Linked DNA regions of Mus musculus: all the other regions are linked to region 5. The links are chromatin contacts, called in public HiChIP or PLAC-seq and promoter capture Hi-C maps. All regions are on one chromosome and are shown on one strand. The core of a region is the stretch at or near the end of the contact, and the rest is flanking DNA. Distances in the headings are between cores, read along the strand shown. Region 1 has its middle 19 kb from the start of Nabp1. Region 2 holds the start of Inpp1 (inositol polyphosphate-1-phosphatase). Region 3 overlaps Inpp1 (inositol polyphosphate-1-phosphatase). Region 4 holds the start of 1700019D03Rik (RIKEN cDNA 1700019D03 gene). Region 5 holds the start of Stat1 (signal transducer and activator of transcription 1). Region 6 holds the start of Hibch (3-hydroxyisobutyryl-Coenzyme A hydrolase). Region 7 holds the start of 9330175M20Rik (RIKEN cDNA 9330175M20 gene).

Region 1 (2,700 bases), core at 163-2,662, 660 kb after region 5:
TAAAATATAATAACTATTTACATAGCGTTGAGAAGTGTACGAGTTGCCACTGCATCAGAACAATGAATACAAAGTCGAATAAACTGAAAAGGCAATTCTTCCTAAAACAGTAGGAGCAGTAAGGTCAGAAGGCAAGTCAATGTCCCTGAAGTTGGTGTGAGAGGCACAGAAAATCATACCAGAGTGGAAACTCAGGAACAGACAACTCAATGGGAATTAATGCCCAGCTGGAGAAAGCCTGCTCAGGAATCGATGGAAAGCTGGAGGTTCAGCCTAAAGAAATCTTAGATAAAAAACAAGGAGCTCATTCACTGGGATCTCCCAGTCCCTTTTATTAATTCTTAGAGAATTTCTTACAATGTGTTTTGATAATATTTACCTCCATCCCTTGACTAGGTAGACCTTTTAGTAGACTTGTTGTTACTGAATAAAAAGTCTATGCCTGAGGATATCTCCATAGAAACATTGAGAACTGAAAAACTCTGGGAAAAGTGGGGAGAACACATACCCCAAATAGCAGTTCCCTTTTAAGCAGTATAACTATGCATGGTGGGGGTATTAAAATGAAGGTACTGAAAGATCACAGTGTCATTTTGAAGTTTGGGTTGTTTGTAAGTATATTTCAATCTCTGCAGCAGCCACTGGGGTGGGGGATGGAGGTCTGAGATTCACTGATGTGCTAAGAAAGATGAGAAAGTAAGAGAACCTTTGGGCCTCCTGTCTGTATTGGTAAGGTGCTAGTAGTGATGGCTATCACCGTGCTTTTAACAGGGAAATTCAAAGTCAAGCTTTACTAGTTAGCAATAAGGCATTAATGAACACCGGGCAAGCAGAGACTAGCAGAGTAGGAGGTAGAAGGGTGGGTCTTCCTCTAAGATGGAAGTGGAACAGCTGAGGAAGGAATTAGTCCAGAGGAGTCCTCTATCTTTTGAAGGTCCTCACTCTTTCCAAACACAGAAATTTTATTTTGACTCATGTGTATGGGTATTTCTAGTCACGTGTGTGTGAATGCAGCATGCAGATTCTTGGAGCTGGAATCACGGGCAGCCGGTGCTGGGAACAGAGTGTGTGTGCTCTGGAAGGGCAGCAAGCGCTCCTAACCTCTGCGCCACCTCCCCAGCCAACAGCTGCCCTTTCTTAGTCCCGGAGTTGAGTCCAGATCTCCTGGGGGAGTGTGCTGTGGTCTGCTGATGGGCAGAGAAGTTCATTGAGGTGGTTCAGGCTTGGGGCTCAGCAGGTGGGTTCTGGCAGCCTGGAAGGCACCAACTGGGTCTGTGTAAAACACACTGGGAAACTGGCTGAGCTAGACCTGAGGGACCAACCTTTGGAGTGTTGGCAACACTCCCCAGGAGGTGAGCACTATCTTGTGTCTCCTGAGTTCCTTTCCAGTCAAAGAACTAGTGTCCCTCCCTCCAACAGTCTCTCTGCTGCCCTCTACTGGTGAAGCTTTACATCTTACCACCTGGGGAAAAAGTAATAAAAGAAGTAAACTTGTAACTAGTGTTGCGGTCTTGACTTCGACTTGGCTTCAGAAGGACCACACCAGACCAAATAGTTCCACGGGAGGTTTATTGGGCGAGAGAGGGCAAGGTGGCTGCGGGAAGAGGGGGAGGGTAGATGGGGGGGGGGGGCTTTCTTCATATATGGGTGATGACGTAAAGGTGGGAGGTGAGCCAAGTGGATTCTGGGAATATGGTGGTTGTTGCCTTGGTAACAGGTGTTCGAGTCTCGCCTATGTGATGTCAGGGGTTTCGGAGGTCCTAATACCAACAACTAGCATCTCTATTGAAATACTTATATATGCAACAACAAGACGTCTGTGGTTCAAACCAATCATGAAGGTAGAGAAAGAAGCATTCACACAAGCAATGATAAATACTAAAGAGGGACTGTAGAAAGGGCTCAAATATATTCTCCCCTTCCTCTTCATTTTAAGTATAACACCTTAAAATGTGAATTGGCATGTTTCTGGAGGACACCGAAGCTTTATCTAACAATCTAGGGTTGCTTAGAATGTGGGGAGAACTAGAACAACCTCACATGGATCCACTGCTGGGAAGGTGGAGATAGCATCCTGGCTGATTGTGGGACAGAAAGAAAAGTCTTTCTTGGAAAGCCTTAGGCTGACATCAGGAGGCCACACAAGCTTAATCCTTACATTGAAAGGGACTGACAACATAGTTTCCTTAGTGGGTTTAGGTATACCTAGACTATTCTAAGTACTAGTTACGTGTTTGCAGTTACTAGCTATGCTAATGTATTTTCTGACAACGAGCCTACGCTCTGCTGGCAGGGAGCTGAGGTGCCAGGAAGCTGACAACTTTACACTCCCGATGCTCCTGAGTCTACAAGCTAAGAGAGGGGTGAATAACCCAGTGTGCGTCACTGCTGCTGTTGTCATCCTTCACTGACACCAGACTCCAGCTTCTTCAGATTCCAACAAGACTCCAGGAATCTTCTGCAGACCAGATTGGGATATCGAAAGAAAACAGATGTGTGGACTGAGGTGATATCTGCTTCTCAGCCTCTCCGCTCTAAAGATGGACATTTTTTGATTACCTGGTATATATCTTGTGAGCCAATGTAGTGAATCTTTGTTCATAACGTGTATGTATTCTATTGGTTCGTTTCCTTTAGAGAACCCCATACAATGCAAATATTGAATTAAAAAAATAGCTCACTGGAATCCAGCAAATTATT
Region 2 (2,851 bases), core at 291-2,790, 700 kb before region 5:
CTGTGCCATCTCATCAGTTATGAGGTAAGACTTACCAGTTATCCAGCTCTTATAGCTGTGTGTTAGAGCTGCAAGAGACTGCTGCAATAGCAATGGCAGCCATAAACATGGAATTCTAAAAGTTTGTGGATTGACATCTAGATCCGGTTTGGTAAAAGGGTCACTAAGTGTGAGTGGCAAAGTTGACAGTGAGGAGGAGGAAATGTGCCTTGATCACCAGCAGTTTGCTCCAAGTGTTAATAGAGATCAGAGCAAGCAAGTGATCCAGTGAGATACGTATTGTAGGGTGGTCTCTGCACCTGCAGAGAAATGGGCTAGAGTCATAGCTCCTACTCTAGCCCCTCCCCAGTTCTGCTCCTAGATACAAATCTACTCCCATTTCCTTATGGTAAATGTCACATTTATATTATTCCTTGATTTTGCTGTCATGGATATGATTTCATAATTAATATCAGCTGTAACACCAAGAATGGACTTAAGAGAATGGAACTAAAGGACAATATGAGGATCTAGGCATGGTAGCACCCATCTGTACTCCCAGCACCCAGAAGGCAGAAGCAGGAGGATAGCGAATTTGAGGCCAGCAAGGGTTATAAAGTGAGACTCTTACCAAAAACAAAACAAAACAAAGTAAAAGTGAGAAAGAAGGCTGAATCCACTGAACCTGTGAGTGAATGGAAGGCGGATGGGGAATGGAAGTGGGTGAGGTGCCATCGCAGTACTGCGCATAAATAAATGGGAGCTTGGGGAGAGGTTGATGAGAAAGCCTGCAGGCTAGAATTGTTGAAGTGCTTCCCAGTTCCAGCCACAGAATAAATCACAGGGAAGCCGGATAAATCTTACCAGGACAGAAGGGCCCAGAGCACTCACAGAGACTCTGAGCCCCTTCTATCCCAAAGTTGAATGTTGCCCTTTTTAAAATTCTTACCCTTGCTGCCCTTTGTCCATCACCACCCATTTCTATTTCCACCTACCACTCCCAACTATATCTTTAAGTCACACTGAGCATTAGTTTAAAAGGGTTGCAGCAAGAGATGAGTTTCCCACCCAACATGTGCTTCTTGCCTGGCTGGGCCTTGACCCACAACTAATAAGGTCCAGAAGACACTGCTTTGACTAAACAAACATGTAGGAACCTAGACGCTTCTATTAGAACAGGGGGACTCATTCTAGCAGGAAGTCCAACTTCACAGCTTCAAACCATCTGTCAAACCCATAACACCAAGGGTTCAAATGAATGGAGGAGGAATATTCTCAAAGACTTTTTGGGTGCTTCTGAAGAAACAATGCACACCAAGAACTGTGGTTGAGGCAACCCTGACCTTTCTGGCCCTCTCAAGCAAATTGACAAAGCTTCACTTGTGACGTCGCGGAGGCCAGACTCAGGCTGGCTGGCGTGGGATGCCCTCGCCCGCCCCAGAAGCAAGAGGCCACCCGCCCCGGGGGAAAGAGGCGGGGCCGGGACCTGGCAGAAACTGGGCTGCACTGCTGGAGCCAAGAGAGGCAGGGCGCCTCCCCGCCTTCGCTGCGGTGACCTCCGGTGTTTTCCTGGCGGCTTGCCCTCCGGCTGTGCCCGCCACAGGAGGATTGCGCCAGGTCCCAGCGCGACCACCTCCAGGCGTTGGCACTCCCTTCCTCCTCTCTCGCCCCTCCTCCGCCTCTTCCGTTTCTCTGGGAAAGGCTGTATCCTCCTTGGGGCTCTGCATCCTCGCTTAGGTAATCCGCTTTCCTGCTTTCGCCACCCCTCCCCGGTGTCCAGCGTCTCCACCTCCGCGCATTTGGGTCCCCGCGAGCCTCGCGCGCTCCATCGCCTCTGCAGAGGGCAGGTGAGTCGGTCTCCGGCCGAAGGCTACTGGCCTCGGCGCCTGGGCCTGCGAGGTACCGGGTCGCTGCATCGAGGCCTCTCCGGCCTGCCCGTGCCCACCCACACAGAGCCCGAACCCCGAACCGAGAGGCTAAGCTCGCGGATCACGCCGCCCCCTTAGCTCTGCAGAAGCCACCGAAAGAAATCCAATCGCCCGCAGAGTAGCTTCTTCTGCTCGGTTCTTTCCATTCCTACCACTAGCCTCTAGGTTGAATGAGGTGATCTGAGAATGGTCAGAAGCAGAGGCCCAGGTTCCACGGGTAGGTGGCGTAGCTGTCAAGAAGTAGGGGAGCAGTTTGCCTGAGAGATGCTTCTAACGTGGATCCACGTTGACTGTCTCTAGAGACCCATTGGATGGGTGTAGACTAAACAGTCCGGGGGTATATTTTTTCTACATTTTGAAGTATGGTTTTGTGAGACATGTCTAGGCAGTGGGTGTGGACAGCATAGAAGGGTGTCATCTAAATTATCTAACCTGGCTTTGGTAAAAATCATATGGACTGTCAGACATGAGGTGTGAAAGAAAAATCTAGGGAATACACGTTAACAAGCGCGGTGTGTACTTTGGAGATTTCTGTCCTTAAAACTAGGACCGGAACACGTGGAAGTTTGCCCACTGTGTGAGGGTGTTCGCGTCAAAAGGACTGCGGCTTGAGGCCGTGCGGACAGGACTCTTAATATATATGTATCCCATGCAGAATGAATCTTTCTGTTTTGTTTTGTTTTGCTTTGCTTTTTTGGCTCCTTGCCCTTAATTCCCAGTTTTAATCAGATGGTAAGACTTAGGTCCACCCACCTGGTAACAATCTAAGGAAGAAAACAACCCCAGGGACTACTTTTGGCTGATGGACTAGCAAGATGACCTCAGTCAGGCATCTGAAAGTACAGAATGAAAGGGAAAATACAGGCAACGGGAAAGCCGATTTTAACCCCTGCACGTGCCTGTTTGCTGTTTTCTTAAGAACTTACATTTAAAGGACTTTTATA
Region 3 (2,700 bases), core at 139-2,638, 680 kb before region 5:
AGAGATTAGGGAAAGACTTAAGGTTACTGACTGAGGAAAGAGGGCCCTGGGTGGGATTTGGTACAGTTATGACAGCAGCTCCCTGGAAGCCTGTGTGTTTCCAGTGTCAGGGAGTTAGCACCTGTCTACTACTGCCTTCCAGAGACGACCACTGGCAGTAAAGCAACTGCAGTTGTGACAAGGGACATCTCTCCGTGTTGGTCATCTTTCCTTTATTTCTGTTGAGGAACATATTTCCTCAGGAAGAAAAAAAAATTGTTTTTTGAACAGACTTAAGACAAGCAGGCTCTAACAGTTTGCCACACCCCCACATCAGTGTTTTCACAGCTGAGTGGTTCCCAGCCTCAAGCTTCTTTTCATAGAGGAAACTGTTGTGATAATAAAGAAACCTGATGTGGGGTGTGTGGGGGCAGTTCTGAGCCCCATGTTTTAGTCTTGTGTAACCTTTTTTAGAAGTTGCTCAACCCTCTAAGCTTCCGTTTCCAAACTGTATGTCACACAGGGCAGGGTAATCTCACGACAGAGGAAGCAGAACGACTCAGGCTTTGAACAGGAAGAGGACCACAGAAGCATTTTGAGGCAGCACCAGTAGATAGGAGCCAGGTGTGGTGCACACACCTTTAGCCCTAGCATTTGGGAGGCAGACGCAGACGAATCTTTTGAGTTCCAGGCTACCCTGGTCTACAGAATGAGTTCCAGGACAGCCAGGTCTAGAAAGAAAGAAAGAAAGAGAGAGAGAGAGAGAGAGGGAGAGAGAGAGAGAGAGAAGAAATAAAGAATAGAAATAATGATGTAGGCATACTACATGGTTCTTAGAAGACAGAACTTCTCAAGTCCAACAAGGTGTAAGTCCCCTTGCTTTGGTGTGTAGGCTGCTACTTGGTGGCAGATGGAATATGTCCCTGGAATGTTTGAGTGGAGTTGGCTGTGAGCTGCTTTATAGTGCTTGCCCAAGACCGGCCTCAGAGTCTGGAAGACACAATGCCTGCTGCTCATCCACTTAGCACATGGATCTGGCAGCATGATTGTCATCCCTCACCATTCTCACAGAGAAGAGAATTACGTCAATGTAATTGAGATAAAGCTGTGTCATGATTAAGGACCTTGTAGCAATCTGCCTTTCCTCGGACGTCGTGACACTCTGTCTTGCTATGGCCCTGTAACATAAATTCTAATTCAAGGCTTTTTCTTTTTCTTTCACTGAACATTCAGTTTCTTTAAGAGTGTAATTGGTTTACAAGACTTTTGAGAAATACGTTTGTTTCAATCTTTAGATTGTAACTGCAGTCTTGCACGCTGAAAATGTGCGGTGACTCACTAGCAGGTCAGCTTCCCTGACAGGTTGCTGCCAGCTATGTGTTAGTGGGAGAGACGCCCTGACATCATCCCTGAACTGCTTTCTCTTTCATATTCTTGTGTTCTTGCAGCTGTGAGCCAGAGGGTGGGTGAGGCTGAGAAAGAAGCAGGCTTTAGAAATGTCAGACATCCTCCTGGAGCTGCTCTGTGTCTCCGAGAAGGCTGCTAACATCGCCAGGGCGTGCAGGCAGCAGGAGACCCTCTTCCAGCTGCTCATTGAGGAGAAGAAAGGTGCAGAGAAGAACAAGAAGTTTGCTGCAGATTTCAAGACCCTGGCGGATGTGCTGGTGCAGGAAGTTATAAAACAGAACATGGAAAACAAGGTAAGAGGTCAGGCCACGGTGGCTGCAGGACACCTGCCTCCGTGCTTCCTCTGGTTCCCTCAGAATAAACAGCAGGCCTTTTACTGACTCTTATGTTCTCTTAGGTCCAAACAAACACCTTGCAGCCTTGCCTTATTTTTATTACAGTATTAAAATGGTCTTTGCAGGAAATCATTGAAGTATAGAAAAGCAAACAGGATGAGAGTGCTCAGATTCCTAACCTGAGTATATGGTATTGACCCTCTTACTTATTGATGGGTTTCTTGTTAATAAATAATATATGCTCTCTGCACCAGAGCACACTGAGCTACATGCTCCCGAGGGCCACTGACGCTTCCTTCTGTGTGTCCACGCTCTGACCCACTTATTTCAGAGCAGTGTTTGGCTTCTCAGCTAAACCATTTATCTAATGTTTTGCTTTGGTTATGGGCTTGGAATTAGGCGAACTCTCCCTTTATTCTACTATAAAAATATGGTCATGACAAACACTGATTGTGATTCTATGTGTGGAAATGGCTAGAAAAAGCCAGGCTTCTTGAGTCGTAGCAGTAACACCAGCAAGCAGTGCTCACTGAGGCTGCATGGACTTGACTTTGTTACCCCTATAAGAATTCTGTAAGGTTAGAGCCATTGTTCTACTGGGATGAAGCTGTCACAGAGAGCTGGAGTAAGTTGCCTGAATTGACGCTGCCCAGCATGACAGCTTGAGTTCTTCAACATAGGAAATGGTTTCTAAGTCTGTGTCACTGGGCATTCTGTCGTCTTTTATATAACTCGCCCCACCTTCTTTTTTTTTTTTTTAAATTTGGGAGGATGGAACTTTATGATAGAAAATAATATAAAACACTTCAATATCTTTATTGAACTTTTTAAACCTGAGGACTACTGTAGAATTCAGTAAAATCTTGACCACCAGTGTGAGAAGAGAATACATGAATTATACAAAATCTCCATAGACTATATATTTTTTCATGCCCTTTACTACCTGGCTTTGGTGAGCTAAATGAAGGAAGCTTGTTTT
Region 4 (2,805 bases), core at 37-2,536, 830 kb before region 5:
TGCTGGATTCACTTAAAGCTGAGCTAGGTCTGGAGGGACTTCTTAGATCCTTTGCTCTCTGAGTTAATTTTTTACTGAAATGGACCTCCAAAAGGCCCTGTTTATGTTAGCCTATAGGCTTCAGGCTTTTCTTTAGGAGTGGGGAGAGAGGAAAGTGCTGAAGTGTGTGTGTGTGTGTGTGTGTGTGTGTGTGTGCCCTTGGGTAGCATCTTCAACTGCTCTGGACCTAATTTACTTGAGTCAGGGTCCTTCATGAAACCTGAAGGTTGCCCCTTTGGCTGTGGGTTCTCAGGAATCCACTCATCTCTGCATCCCCGCCCCCCCCTCCCCCCAATCCTAAGGCTGGGCTCAGCCTAAGCATCTGCATCTGTAAAGCAAGGAACTGAGAGAGTTCTGCTGAGGTCCCTTGGGGCATGAATTTTGCATTGACAATCCATTGTAGGACAGGATGGAATAATGGTTCTTTTGTCATTCTCTTGGGGCGGTTACTGACGATGGGAATCACACAGACAGATGCAGGCATCTCATGGAATGAGGTCTAACTGAATAATGGCTATGTTTTGAGGCGCTTGTTTCCTTAAAGGGTAAGAATATGATCTTTCTTGATGTTTTGTTTTGAGAAACAAGCGTTTCGATATTTGGGTACTCGGGGATAGAAAAGTGCAATACTGGACGCATTTTTAAATTTAGAAGTGCTTGGTGCACTTCCGAGTGCACTGGGGCAAAGTACTTAGGTCTGGTGGTGTCTTAGGGTAGAGCTGCGAGGCGTGGCGTTGGGATCAAAACAGGTTTGACTGCTAAACTGGCACTGGAGCAGCGCAGCCTTCAGGGGAGGGCCCCGGGGCAGGTGACAGGAGATCACCTGCGGGGCTGGCGCCACGCTGCAGCACCGGACGAGCCGCGCCTGCTCCCACGTGGACAGAGATCAGGTGATGTCTCAGTCCAGGTGGCTCTGGGGATGTGGGGCAGGAGAGGGAGATACAAGCTCACTTAGCTTTCATACTTGGTGGTCTGGATCTTGCTGGGGAGGTGGAGCCGTGTGTGAATAGGTTGCCGGGTGGGAGTGCGAGCTGTGGCCCAGCACTTCGGATCCCTTTGGTTGTGCTTGGAACCCAATGCTGTTGGGCAGGGGTAGCCCCTGGCGGTGCCAACACTGAGGGTTGTGCTCCGTAGCCGCGGGTCCCTTGGCTCCACTTTCAGGGAGCGAGCCGCGAACTCGTGAGCAGTTCTGGGAGGAGGGGGGTGGATTAGGAGGGGTGCAGGGGGAGGAGCCGGGACCACTGCCGAAGGACGTCCGCCCTACTCCAGGGGAGACGTTGTCTCTGCTGCCCGGCCATGCCGCACCTTTTCAGGCTTCGGCTCCCTTCCTGAGGCCCCGCCCTGGGGGGCAGCACCCACCCTGGGAGCCCGGGCTGCGGCCAGGGGCATGAGAACAGCCAAGCGCCCGCGCCTCCTCGGCCGAGGCCGCGCAGACTTGCGATGGCGGTGCAGCTGGCCCGCTGCAGTGTAGGGTAAGTGAACATCTGGAAGGTGGGTGTCCTGCTCCGATGCTGTGACCTTTTGACTTTCCAACCCAGGAAAGCCGGAGTTGCAGTAGTTAATTTTATCTAACATTTCACAGCCAGCTGTCCTGGACACAACCTCACATCCTAGGTTCCTTAATTGAGCCTTTAGCTCCATCTTCTGATCTTGTTCCGAGCCCACAAACTAAAGTATTTCATTGCTCATTGCAAGATGCAGGTTCATCCTCCTCCCCACCTGAAGAATGAATGGAGGTTTTCCGGTAAGGACACTACATGCACAAGTCAAGCTGTCAGGCTTGTGCTGAGTGGCACATGATTAGCAGAGTGTCTGTACTCTTGGAAGCTGTGGGAGGCTGAATCCTGAGGGGAAATGATGCAAATGAAAGAGAAATGAAAGAATAGACAGTGGGAGCCCAGCTACCAGAGAAAGCTCCAGACGCAGTCCAGTCGTTTCTCTTCTATTGCTGTTTTGACCCCTCCCCCATCTTTTACTGAAGGTAACAAAACAACATAAACTAGTGGGTAAACTGTCCACCTCTTTTTAAAGATCCGTCACTGCCCGTATATATGAGATGGAGATTTTTGGCAAAATTTCAGGGGGATAATATAGCTAAGCACGAGTCAAGAAAATCCGTTTTTCCTTTGAAAGGGGTTTTATTTCCTGACACAGCTATCTTGTATGTATGGATGGGAAATGGTATTAAGTATAGCAGAAAGGTTCTGGGAAAAATAGTAACTTCATATTTACTCTTTTCTTTCTTTTTTTCTTTTTGCTGTGTAAGAAAAATAACTGTAGGTACATTATGAGATAATAAGGGTACTTTAAACTGTGGTCTGCCCTCAGGCAATTTCAGTATGCTGTCCACACAGCACTGCTGCCAGAAGCCAGGTTCTGATTGGCCACTTCAGTGTGAGGAACTCAGTGTTTGGAGTTATATCCTGCTCCTGTCAGAAAAGCCGTGTTTACACTGAGCTGACTTCTGCTTGTGTCTCCTCAGTCCTGCCCCAGCCAACAACCTTTCAACTTCCAAGATTACATTCAGGATGTCTACTTCTCTTTGAAAAGAAAGTCTAAAACTTTAAATTTGGAGCTCACTCCCTAAAAAAAAGTAAAGAAAAGAAAAAGAAAGAAAGCAGAGAAGACAGTAGAGAAAGGAAAGATGTGTGGTGATAGAGTTTCTGTCTGCTTTAGCTGGCTGCTGTAAGGATGAAACTGTTAACCCACACAGTGCATACAGGTGCTCGGGAGACAGAATGTTTTACTTTTCTTTAATGAGTAACC
Region 5 (2,850 bases), core at 336-2,835:
AGAAACAAGTTACCTGTGACAATCATGTAACGGGATACACACCACTACACAATGGCACCACCACAATTCAGAGTGGGAGACTGTAGTAGCGCCAGACCTCTGAGGAAAGGTCTGTACTCTGATGGAGCATATGGGACTGTATGGATAAATACTTGTTTTCAAACACTCATGTGCAGGAATGAAGTCATGTCTGCTGCACAAATGCCCCTTCAAAGGATAATAAGGAAATGTCTACACTACAAAGCAAGCCGCCATTTCAAATACCATTGGAAAGGACTCCAGCCCACCACTGTGGCATGTCTGTAAACCTGAGACTGGCAAGACAGTCCTTAAACACCTGGCTCAGAGTCTGGAGTTGGCTCTTTCCTGTTTTCATGCCTCCAACAAACATTCTATCCTCCCGGTCTAGCCCGTTCTGCACAGACCACATTGTTTCCAACAATCTAGCAGAATTCCGTATAGATGGTACTTCTTCCTAAAACTGTCTATCCCTCCCACACATAACTTTCTTTGGCCTGTACCAGGCTGCCATTTGCACGGTTTTTAGCGCATGAACTTTCCACAGGAAGCTTGCTGTCTGCACGCATCAGAGCCTCTGAGGGGATATATTTTGCTATCAGCGTCCTCTGGACCCTACAGCGCCGGGCATATAGCCTAAGTGTTACTGAGCACAGAACCGTTTGTTCCGCTGAAACCTTGTATGTATCAGAAGGCGTAGGAAAGCAAAAGGCAAACCCCATGATGAACCTACAAGTCTGAGTCCTCATTGATCAATCAGGGCTCAAGTCATTCCTGCCAGATAAAAGCAATCTTCACCCATCCATTCACCTATCCCTAAACTTTTAGGTAGTGTTCGGGAGTATTTTAGATAGTGATTATACCATTAGTGGTTCTGCGGAACCTAAATACCACCTTTAAGTTTCAGAAAACCGGTAAGGGCTGATACATACTGAGATTCCAAATGCTTCCGTTCCCACGTAGACTTACTGGGCTGTCTCCGGGTGCAGGTTCGGGATTCAACACAAGCAATCACCACACACAGCAAGTTATATGCCAGTTGCATGCGCGGCGGCGTGGCGCCGGCTCAGGGTATGGAGCAGAGCTGAAACGACTGCAAAAAGAAGAAAATGTTACAGTGGTGGAAAGGGGCTGGAGGCAAGGCGAGCAAAGGTTAAGCGGGAAGGTGCAGTGTCTTCCGGGAGAAATGTCTATTGCACAAGTCATTTTACCCTAGAAGTGAGAACGGCAGGATAAGAGAGCCAAGCAGCGCCAAGAGTTGGGCAAGCGATCCGGCTCCTGGCGTTCTCTCTGCGGGATGACAGGTCACCTGTGGGCAGCAGACCCCAGGTCCGAGGAGAGGGCGCCCCACTTCCACCCGCACCCGCACCCGGATCCGCACCTGGCTCTCACTCACTCACTGCACGCAGGAGCTCGAGTCTGGGCAAATCTCTCTGCGCCGCTCAGCAGTGTCCCAAGTGGGTCTGAGGGGCGCGGTCCCGGAGGTCTCCAGGGAGCTTTGACAGACTCGGCGCTGAAAACCGAAAGTACCGGGCAGGAAAAAAGGCTAGAGGGCGTCCCGCCTCCTTCCGCCTCAGCCAATCAGCGGCAGAGATTGGCCGGCTGTTCCATCAGCGCACCGTCCCCCCCCCCTCGGCTGCTTGGCCTTCCTGGTCCGCGCGCTCCCTACCCGGCGTGCGAAACTTGGGGCGCCGCTGTGCGGTGCAAACCGCAGACAGGGGGTTGTGTTTACAAGGTTGGAAACTATAGGCTTGCGCAAGCTCAGTCTTGGAGATCCTGCATTAAGTAGGCGCATCACTGCGGGATTCAGAATTGGGGACTAGAGATTAACCTTCACGCTACTAAAGCCAGGGAGCTTAATTTACCAATTTGAAAACATTCAATACTTGCCTTTAACTCAGCAGCTACAGAGAACTTGCTCTTGCAGAGGACAGGGCTTGGATTTGCAGTGCCTGCGTAATGGTTCCCAACTCCAGTTCCAGGAGTCTAGTGCCCTCTTCGGACCTCCACTGACGTCAACCAAGCCTGCAAGAAGTACACATACACGCAAGCAAAACAAAAATGTCATGAAATAAAATAAATAATTCTAACTAATATGTTTAAGAAAAATAAAGCTTTACACAATTGACACCTCCATTACCGAAACTTTTGTCCCGCTTAGCCATCATGATGACAGGACCTCTTTGCTTCTTCCTTTCTCGCAGGACATCCCTCTGTCCCCCATCTCCATTATTAAACTACTAAACCAGAATGTGAGTCTCTTATCTACCCTTCTCCCGTTGTGCCTTTGATGACTGTCCCTGTAACTTCCATGTCCTGGAGCACTCCTAGATGTATACACACCCACTGCTTTCTTCCAAGTGTCACAGTTACCCTGTCCTTGGATATCTACTGAGTCTGTAAACCAACTGTACTCAAAACACAGGTTCCTCCTCATACCCCGTCTTAGTCTGGAACGGATGAGGGCCAAGCCATAGACGTTGCCCATTTAGTCCCGGACACTTGGTCCTCGAGCCTCGGTTGGTCTAGCTCCTGTTTCTACCTCTTCCACCACCCCGTCCTCTTACCTGGATCATTGCTGTGGCTTTTCTGGTGACTGCTTGACTTTGGCTTTTCACTCCCTTTTAATTTATCTGCCATACACTCATTTGGGTGATTTTTTTTTAAATCTAATTGCAATGCTGATCATGTCATGCCAATCTAAAAATTTCATGATGGCTTTTCTTGCTTGGTCTTAGACAATTCAAATTTCTCAATATATTCTCTAAAGCCATGTTCCCCTATCACTTTCTTTAATCTCAGCTTGTGCTACTCTGTTTTCATTGCTTAGTA
Region 6 (2,954 bases), core at 323-2,822, 730 kb before region 5:
TACTGTCCAATTTGGTCCTGGCACTTTACATGTTGAAATGTGGAGTGAAATAGGGACAAGCTGAACCACAGTAATGACAGAATCTTTCTAGATGAAGTTAACTTTGTTAATATACATGCCTCTAAATTATTGTTCCCAAATAATTTAGAATTTGCCATCATCAAGAAGCAACAACAATGATTATGTGAGCAGATGCTATTATTCACCACAAAAGAAAAAAGAGAAGCAAGGCAACTTCTACATGTAACAAAAATACCTGAGTATCGTTGGTGCTTTCTGCTAAAAAGGCACTATTCTTTTTAAGATGTTTTGTTTTGTTCTGTTTTTTGAGACAGGACTTCTCTGTGTAGCCTTGGCTATCCTGGAACTCACTCTATAGACCAGGCTGGCCTTGAACTTAGAAATCCCTGCCTCTATCTCCCAAGTACTGGGATTCAAGGCGTGCGCCACCATGCGCGGCTTAAGATGTGTTTTTAACTATGTATATATGTATGCCCATGTAAGTACAAGTGTCCAATGGATCCAGAAGAAACTATCAGATTCCTTGGAGACGGAGTTAAAGGTAGTTATGAGCCACACGGGAAGCAGAACTTTGTCCTCTTAGCCAGTCCTTTAAGAGCAGTATAGGCTCTTAAAACCGCGGAACCATCTCCCTAACTCCACTGGTAACTACTCATTTAGAACTAAGAAACATTCTATGCCTTTGCAGGAACCTTCCACAACAGACTGTAAGGCATAAGAAACGTGCAGACGGAACAAGGGTGCGTTCCACGTCTGAGATGCTCCTAGACTGCACAGATGTCTAACAGCACACATTTCATCGCCCAAAAGTACTTCAGTGAAGAGTTCCACAGGGGGGAAATTGAAGTTTTTGCGTATGGTACTGGGGAAAAGGAATTACACTAGCCAAAGCTCCTAAAATGGGTGCTACCACATTTCCTTCTGCCAAGGTCCGATTGCAGTGAGAGACACTCTTAGAAAGTTAATATCTGCACTGCTCCGGTCAAGCCACGCTAAATGGTCACAACATTATTCTGTGAGTTCCAATTGCCTGCGCTGCTACTACTGCTAGCTGAAATAATCAAGTTCCTTACCCGGAGCCCAGGTACACAACCTGTCATTTCTGTGTGACTTAAGAAAATACCCTACACAGTAAATCAGGTGGCACGTCCCCACACAGCGCCCAGTTCCAAGAAAGAAAATAAATAGGAGACAAACGGAGGGGGGAGAAAGTTGTGGGACGTCAAGGCCTAACAGATGCTAGAGGACGGAAAATGAAGGTGCTGTTGCAAGAAAAAGAGCAAAGTCAGAGGACGCATGTCGTTGCGATCGCCGCTGAGGTCGCCGCGGGGCAGCAAAGCAGAGGCTGCCATACAAAGGCGACTAGATCTGCGAGACCTGCGGGGACACTTGTGAGCCTTTTCCCCCAAGCCGGCCCTTAGCTCTGCCTTGCTCACCAACTCACCTCGACAGGAGCCGCCACGCATATGGCTGCCCCATGGCCTAAAAACCCAAGAGCAGAAGAAGCAGAGTGTAGTGGTTCCACCGGCTCTGGTAGTTAGACCCGCCCACAGCCCCGCCCACAGCCGATGAGAGCAGAGGAGAGCCGGGGTCACTGATGACAAGTCCTCCGGTGGGCCAGAGCGGCCCAACGCCTACACTTCCGCTGCGCTACGCTCACGGGCCCGGCCGGGCGGGGCGGGGCGGGGCAAAACAGGAGCAGTTAGGAAACCAGCAAGAGCAGTGGGCAGGGCCACACTAGACAGGGCCAGGCCGGGTAAAGGTGGGGCGGGTCCTGGCTAGGGGCGTTAACTAGTGAGGGGAGGAGGAAGAGGAGGAGCCAAGACGAAAGCTGAGAGGTGAGTAACCAAAGCAAAGAGAAAAGTAGAAAAACTTATTTATAATAGCCAGAAGCTGGAAAGAAGCCAGATGTCCTTCAACAGAGGAATGGAGATAGAAAATGTAGTACATTTACACAATGGAGTACTACTCCGCCATTAAAAACAATGACTTCATGAAATTCTTAGGCAAATGGATGGAACTAGAAAGTATCAATCCTGAGTAAGGTGACCCAATCACAAAAGAACACACAGTATGGATATGAGCCCAAAGGCTCGGCAAGATACAATTCACCGACCACAAGAAGCTCAAGAAGAAGGAAGACCAAAGTGTGGGTGCTTTGGTCCTTCTTAGAAGAGGAAATAAAATACCCACAGGAGGAAATACAGAGGCAAGTGTGGAGCAGAGACTGAAGGCAAGGCCATCCAGAGAATGCCCCACCTGGGGATCCATTCCATATATAGTCACCAAACCCAGAGACTTTTTATTGTAGGTGCCAACAAGTGCTTGCTGACAGGCGCCTGATACAGCTATCTCCAGAGAGGCTCTGTCAGAGCCTGACAAAGAGGTGGATGCTCACAGTCAACTATTGGACTGAGCACAGGGTCTCCAATGGAGGAGTTAAAGAAAGGAATGAAGGAGCTGAATTGGTTTGCAACTCCATAGGACAAACAACAATATCAACCAACCAGAACCCCCAGAGCTCCCAGGGACTAAACCACCAACCAAAGAGTACACATGGAGGGACCCATGGCTCCAGGTGCATATGTAGCAGATGATGGCCTTGTCAGGCATCAATGGGAGGAGAGGCCCTTGGTCCTGTGAAGGCTGGATGCCCCAGTGTAGGGGAATGCCAGGATGGGGAAGCCAGAGAGGGGGGTTGGTTGGTTGGGGGAGCATTGTCACAGAAGCAGGGGGAAGGGGGAGGGGATAGGAGGTTTCCATAGGAGAAGGAAAGGAAGAGAGGGGATAACATTTGAAATGTAAATAAAGAAAATATCTAATAAGAAATTTCAAAAACCTTTAAATATAATTTTTTTACTACCACATTTAATGTAAAAAGATTGCATTGCCTTTTCTTTGTAATATTGAGAAACAATAAATACGGTAGTGGT
Region 7 (2,725 bases), core at 118-2,617, 790 kb after region 5:
GCAAAACCAAGACATTTTGCTTAAAGGCCATTGTTGTCTAATGGTGGGCATGGTGGTGTGAGTGACATAAAAAGCTCTCTAAATAAGTAAAAATTCGAAAGCCTTTTTATAAAATGTTCTATTACACAATGACTACGTGCTAACTTGGAGAAAATGAAATTGTAGGCAATTAAAAAAATAAAAACAAATGAACAAACGAACGAGCAAACAAAAACAACCCACAAGTCATGTTGAAGAAGGAAGATGTGCTAAGTAAGGGCTCCTTTATTCCCGGAGAGTTTGGTATCCCGAGGCCTGTGGTGACAGTAACAGAAAGTCTAAAGTGGTAAGATTGAGCACACACTATAAAATGGGGAGGGTTTTATAGTGGCTAGATTTTATTTGCTTATAAAGCCTCTATCCTTTCTGCCTCTTAAGAACACTTGTTGCCACGTTAGAGCATCCAGACATAATGTAAGGTAAACCCCGAGGAAAACATGCAAAACGCTGCTCAGAGGGTTCTGAAAGCCTACGGTTCCTTTTCTCACTTAATGCAACTGGGGCTTTGCTTTCCCTGAACAAGACAAGTGCCTGTGGTTTTCCTCCCTAAGATCTGCAGGAGGAGGCTGTTTTTAGCTGAGAGCTGCTGCTTTGCCTATCACTGAAGTGCTGGTTGTAGGATGCCTGGGAGAGAAGGCATCTGGAGAGGAGGAAGGCGGAAGCAAAATGCGTGTAGGGAGCTCAGGGCTAACAAGGCAATGTGCTAGGGATGTACTCCTGAAGCAAGGGCAGCTTGGAGGCAGGCAGATGGGGGGGGGGCGCTTTGGCAGTCTTTAGCCTCTTAGGTTCTTTCATTTGTTTGTTATTCTAGGGAGCTCTGATTTATTTGTATCATTTTACTGATATTGGGAGGTTAAAAATATGTTTCCGTGTGTATAGCAATTAACAGCAGGCTCTGCACAGTGGAATATTCCAGGATTTAGGAGACTGCTAGACTTTTATTGGTTCCAGCCAGCAGATGGCGGTAGTGTACCATAAAAGAGCACACAGGGTTCGCCCAGTGAAGCCGGGAGGTTCAGTTTTGTTTTGCTTTGTTATTTAAGCTCGACAATACCCATCTATATATCCTGTGGGCGCACAGTGTTTGAGCCTCGTCTAATCTTAAACTTGTTTTATGATGATATCATTATTTTTTACTGCTACAAATTAACTGTCGGTTTCAATCTACCCCATATTTCAGCTGCCTTGGGGGGATCATCTTGTCAGTTGTGTGGCTTTCCAATTTTATGACTGAGATCAAGAGTGATTCCTTAAAGGCACATGGGAAACAATGAAATGTGGGGCAGTGACTGTGAGCTCCGTTTGGTGGCCACTCCCGGAGGTGATCAGGAACGGTACAGAAGGACAAGCACGCCACGAAGCCCACAGCTCCGTCTGAAAAGTGACTGCCTTGACATTTACCCAGGCTCAGCCACTCGTTTAGGTATGGTCCTGACTTACTATCAATGGAGTAAAGCGGGGCTGCATGAATCCCAACATTATCTTATAGCGTTATATTCAAACACAGGAGAAAGTAGAGATTCTAGGGCACGAATATCTTTGATGATACACAGGAAGTTGTCTTCTTTCGCAGGGACAAAAAGCACCCGCATCCAATCACCTATTTACTCTCCCTTGAGTGGGATGCTTTCTGGGAGCCTACTGGGTGTTTGCCCTTGTGTGAAAAGTCCTTGTGAACCTACCGGCAAGAAGCTCTTGATTGCTGCCTAATCTTTTCTTGAAGCGTAAGGGCAAAAGAGATTAGGATCCTCTTGATAGAGTTGGCAGAGCACCATTGATTGATGATAAACTTGAAGGAGAAAGGGGTCATATTCCAGCTTGCCCCAGTCAAAGATTTCCGACAGACAGCAGCCCACTGTTGTAAATCTGTTGCCAGCCAGCACACTGTCCGTGGGTGTGCAGAGGCAGGGACAAAGCCCAGAGGCTGTGAAAAGACCCGGCTGCTCCTGAAATGCTGGGTGAACAGAGTAAGTGTGGGTTCAAGCTCCCTCCAAAGTCATCTGTTCTCTGCATAAGGGCTACTTTGGCTTTTTAAGCAATCTGTGACTCACTCGTCTCCTGCCACCCCACCTCCTAAACGTTCAGTCCCTATGCAATTGTTCTTAACCCTGTGTCTCTAAGTAAACCTAGAATTACTGGAGAATTTTCTTTTAAATAAGAATGCTTTAACCCCAGCTTCTAGAACTAGATGGTCCTTATTAGAATAAATAAGAATGGCTACCCTACAGCATGCCCAATATGAGTTAGGTCTCTTCCTAATGTGTGTGTGTGCGTGTGTGTATAGATCTCTTTATGTCTTTTTTTTTTTCAGATGTCTTTCTCAATTACTTCACCTTATTTTTTGAAACAGGCCTCTCACTGACTCTAGGACTCATTCTTTTGACTAAACTAGCTGGCCAGAAATCCCTAGGACTGCATCTGCCTCCCCAGTACTGGGATTACTAATGGATGCTGCTGCTGGACCCTACTGTTTCACATGGGTGCTGGAGAATCTGAATTCAGCTCCTTATACTTATTTGGCAGGTACATACTTTCTTGACTGGGCCATCTCTCCAGCCCCAATTTTAATTTTTATGGCACTCATTCAACACGAATGTATTGCTTGTACTCTTTCTATATGACCCGAAGCTTAAAGGTTGATGGCTTTTCCTACTAAAGGCCAAATTGGAAACAAAAGGAGGATGTT

What was found. Promoter capture Hi-C pulls out the DNA fragments that hold promoters and counts their contacts. HiChIP or PLAC-seq counts read pairs in DNA pulled down with a chosen protein or histone mark.
Region 1: a contact with region 5 is called in an H3K27ac HiChIP or PLAC-seq map of embryonic stem cells, with 2.6 times the contacts expected there. The contact joins the enhancer-like site here to the promoter of Stat1 in region 5. A contact is called at or near these places in 2 of 39 promoter capture datasets (neutrophils and pre-B cells), 3 of 484 Hi-C or Micro-C datasets (B cells, embryonic stem cells and olfactory sensory neurons), 6 of 115 datasets of contacts at active chromatin or transcription factors (bone marrow-derived dendritic cells, bone marrow-derived macrophages, embryonic stem cells and 3 more) and 1 of 9 other capture datasets (embryonic stem cells).
Region 2: a contact with region 5 is called in a promoter capture Hi-C map of second pharyngeal arch cranial neural crest. The contact joins the promoter of Inpp1 here to the promoter of Stat1 in region 5. A contact is called at or near these places in 12 of 39 promoter capture datasets (the C10 cell line, the HPC-7 cell line, cranial neural crest and 7 more), 2 of 484 Hi-C or Micro-C datasets (B cells and CD4 T cells), 4 of 115 datasets of contacts at active chromatin or transcription factors (large pre-B cells, memory CD8 T cells, pro-B cells and 1 more) and 1 of 9 other capture datasets (liver).
Region 3: a promoter capture Hi-C map of pre-B cells shows a contact between it and region 5, with 4 times the contacts expected there. The contact joins the enhancer-like site here to the promoter of Stat1 in region 5. A contact is called at or near these places in 5 of 39 promoter capture datasets (the C10 cell line, the HPC-7 cell line, liver and 2 more), 1 of 15 datasets of contacts at CTCF or cohesin (large pre-B cells), 1 of 484 Hi-C or Micro-C datasets (CD4 T cells) and 4 of 115 datasets of contacts at active chromatin or transcription factors (effector CD8 T cells, memory CD8 T cells, pro-B cells and 1 more).
Region 4: a contact with region 5 is called in a promoter capture Hi-C map of pre-B cells, with 5 times the contacts expected there. The contact joins the promoter of 1700019D03Rik here to the promoter of Stat1 in region 5. A contact is called at or near these places in 3 of 39 promoter capture datasets (the C10 cell line, cranial neural crest and pre-B cells) and 3 of 115 datasets of contacts at active chromatin or transcription factors (embryonic stem cells, large pre-B cells and microglia).
Region 6: a contact with region 5 is called in a promoter capture Hi-C map of pre-B cells, with 2.7 times the contacts expected there. The contact joins the promoter of Hibch here to the promoter of Stat1 in region 5. A contact is called at or near these places in 7 of 39 promoter capture datasets (the 3T3-L1 cell line, the C10 cell line, the HPC-7 cell line and 3 more), 4 of 484 Hi-C or Micro-C datasets (the G1E-ER4 cell line, muscle stem cells and pre-B cells), 5 of 115 datasets of contacts at active chromatin or transcription factors (the NIH/3T3 cell line, memory CD8 T cells, pancreatic cancer cells and 2 more) and 1 of 9 other capture datasets (liver).
Region 7: a promoter capture Hi-C map of liver shows a contact between it and region 5, with 4 times the contacts expected there. The contact joins the promoter of 9330175M20Rik here to the promoter of Stat1 in region 5. A contact is called at or near these places in 2 of 39 promoter capture datasets (hippocampal neurons and liver).

Annotation. Positions count from the first base shown.
Region 1 is chr1:51,457,918-51,460,617 of GRCm38.p6, reverse strand. No RefSeq gene overlaps it. Among named protein-coding and RNA genes, the nearest start is that of Nabp1, 19 kb to the left of the region's middle. Within about 2 kb of position 1,412, at least 16 of the 459 cell types and tissues checked have an H3K27ac peak or open chromatin away from gene starts, as enhancers often do. A contact at or near this core is called in embryonic stem cells, where this site is marked.
Region 2 is chr1:52,816,377-52,819,227 of GRCm38.p6, reverse strand. It overlaps Inpp1 (inositol polyphosphate-1-phosphatase), which reads left to right and starts at 1,540. Exons shown (of 6, transcript NM_008384.2): 1 at 1,540-1,826.
Region 3 is chr1:52,798,264-52,800,963 of GRCm38.p6, reverse strand. Inpp1 (inositol polyphosphate-1-phosphatase) reads left to right here. Exons shown (of 6, transcript NM_008384.2): 2 at 1,428-1,679. The coding sequence starts at 1,476. Among named protein-coding and RNA genes, the nearest start is that of Inpp1, 18 kb to the left of the region's middle. Within about 2 kb of position 1,388, at least 252 of the 459 cell types and tissues checked have an H3K27ac peak or open chromatin away from gene starts, as enhancers often do. A contact at or near this core is called in the HPC-7 cell line, effector CD8 T cells, liver and 5 more, where this site is marked.
Region 4 is chr1:52,951,321-52,954,125 of GRCm38.p6, reverse strand. 1700019D03Rik (RIKEN cDNA 1700019D03 gene) reads left to right here and starts at 1,286. Exons shown (of 2, transcript NM_144953.3): 1 at 1,286-1,511.
Region 5 is chr1:52,118,173-52,121,022 of GRCm38.p6, reverse strand. It overlaps Stat1 (signal transducer and activator of transcription 1), which reads right to left and starts at 1,585. Exons shown (of 25, transcript NM_009283.4): 1 at 1,400-1,585; 2 at 951-1,111.
Region 6 is chr1:52,843,656-52,846,609 of GRCm38.p6, reverse strand. It overlaps Hibch (3-hydroxyisobutyryl-Coenzyme A hydrolase), which reads right to left and starts at 1,572. Exons shown (of 14, transcript NM_146108.2): 1 at 1,466-1,572. The coding sequence starts at 1,500.
Region 7 is chr1:51,332,421-51,335,145 of GRCm38.p6, reverse strand. It overlaps 9330175M20Rik (RIKEN cDNA 9330175M20 gene), which reads left to right and starts at 1,367. Exons shown (of 5, transcript NR_045151.2): 1 at 1,367-1,462.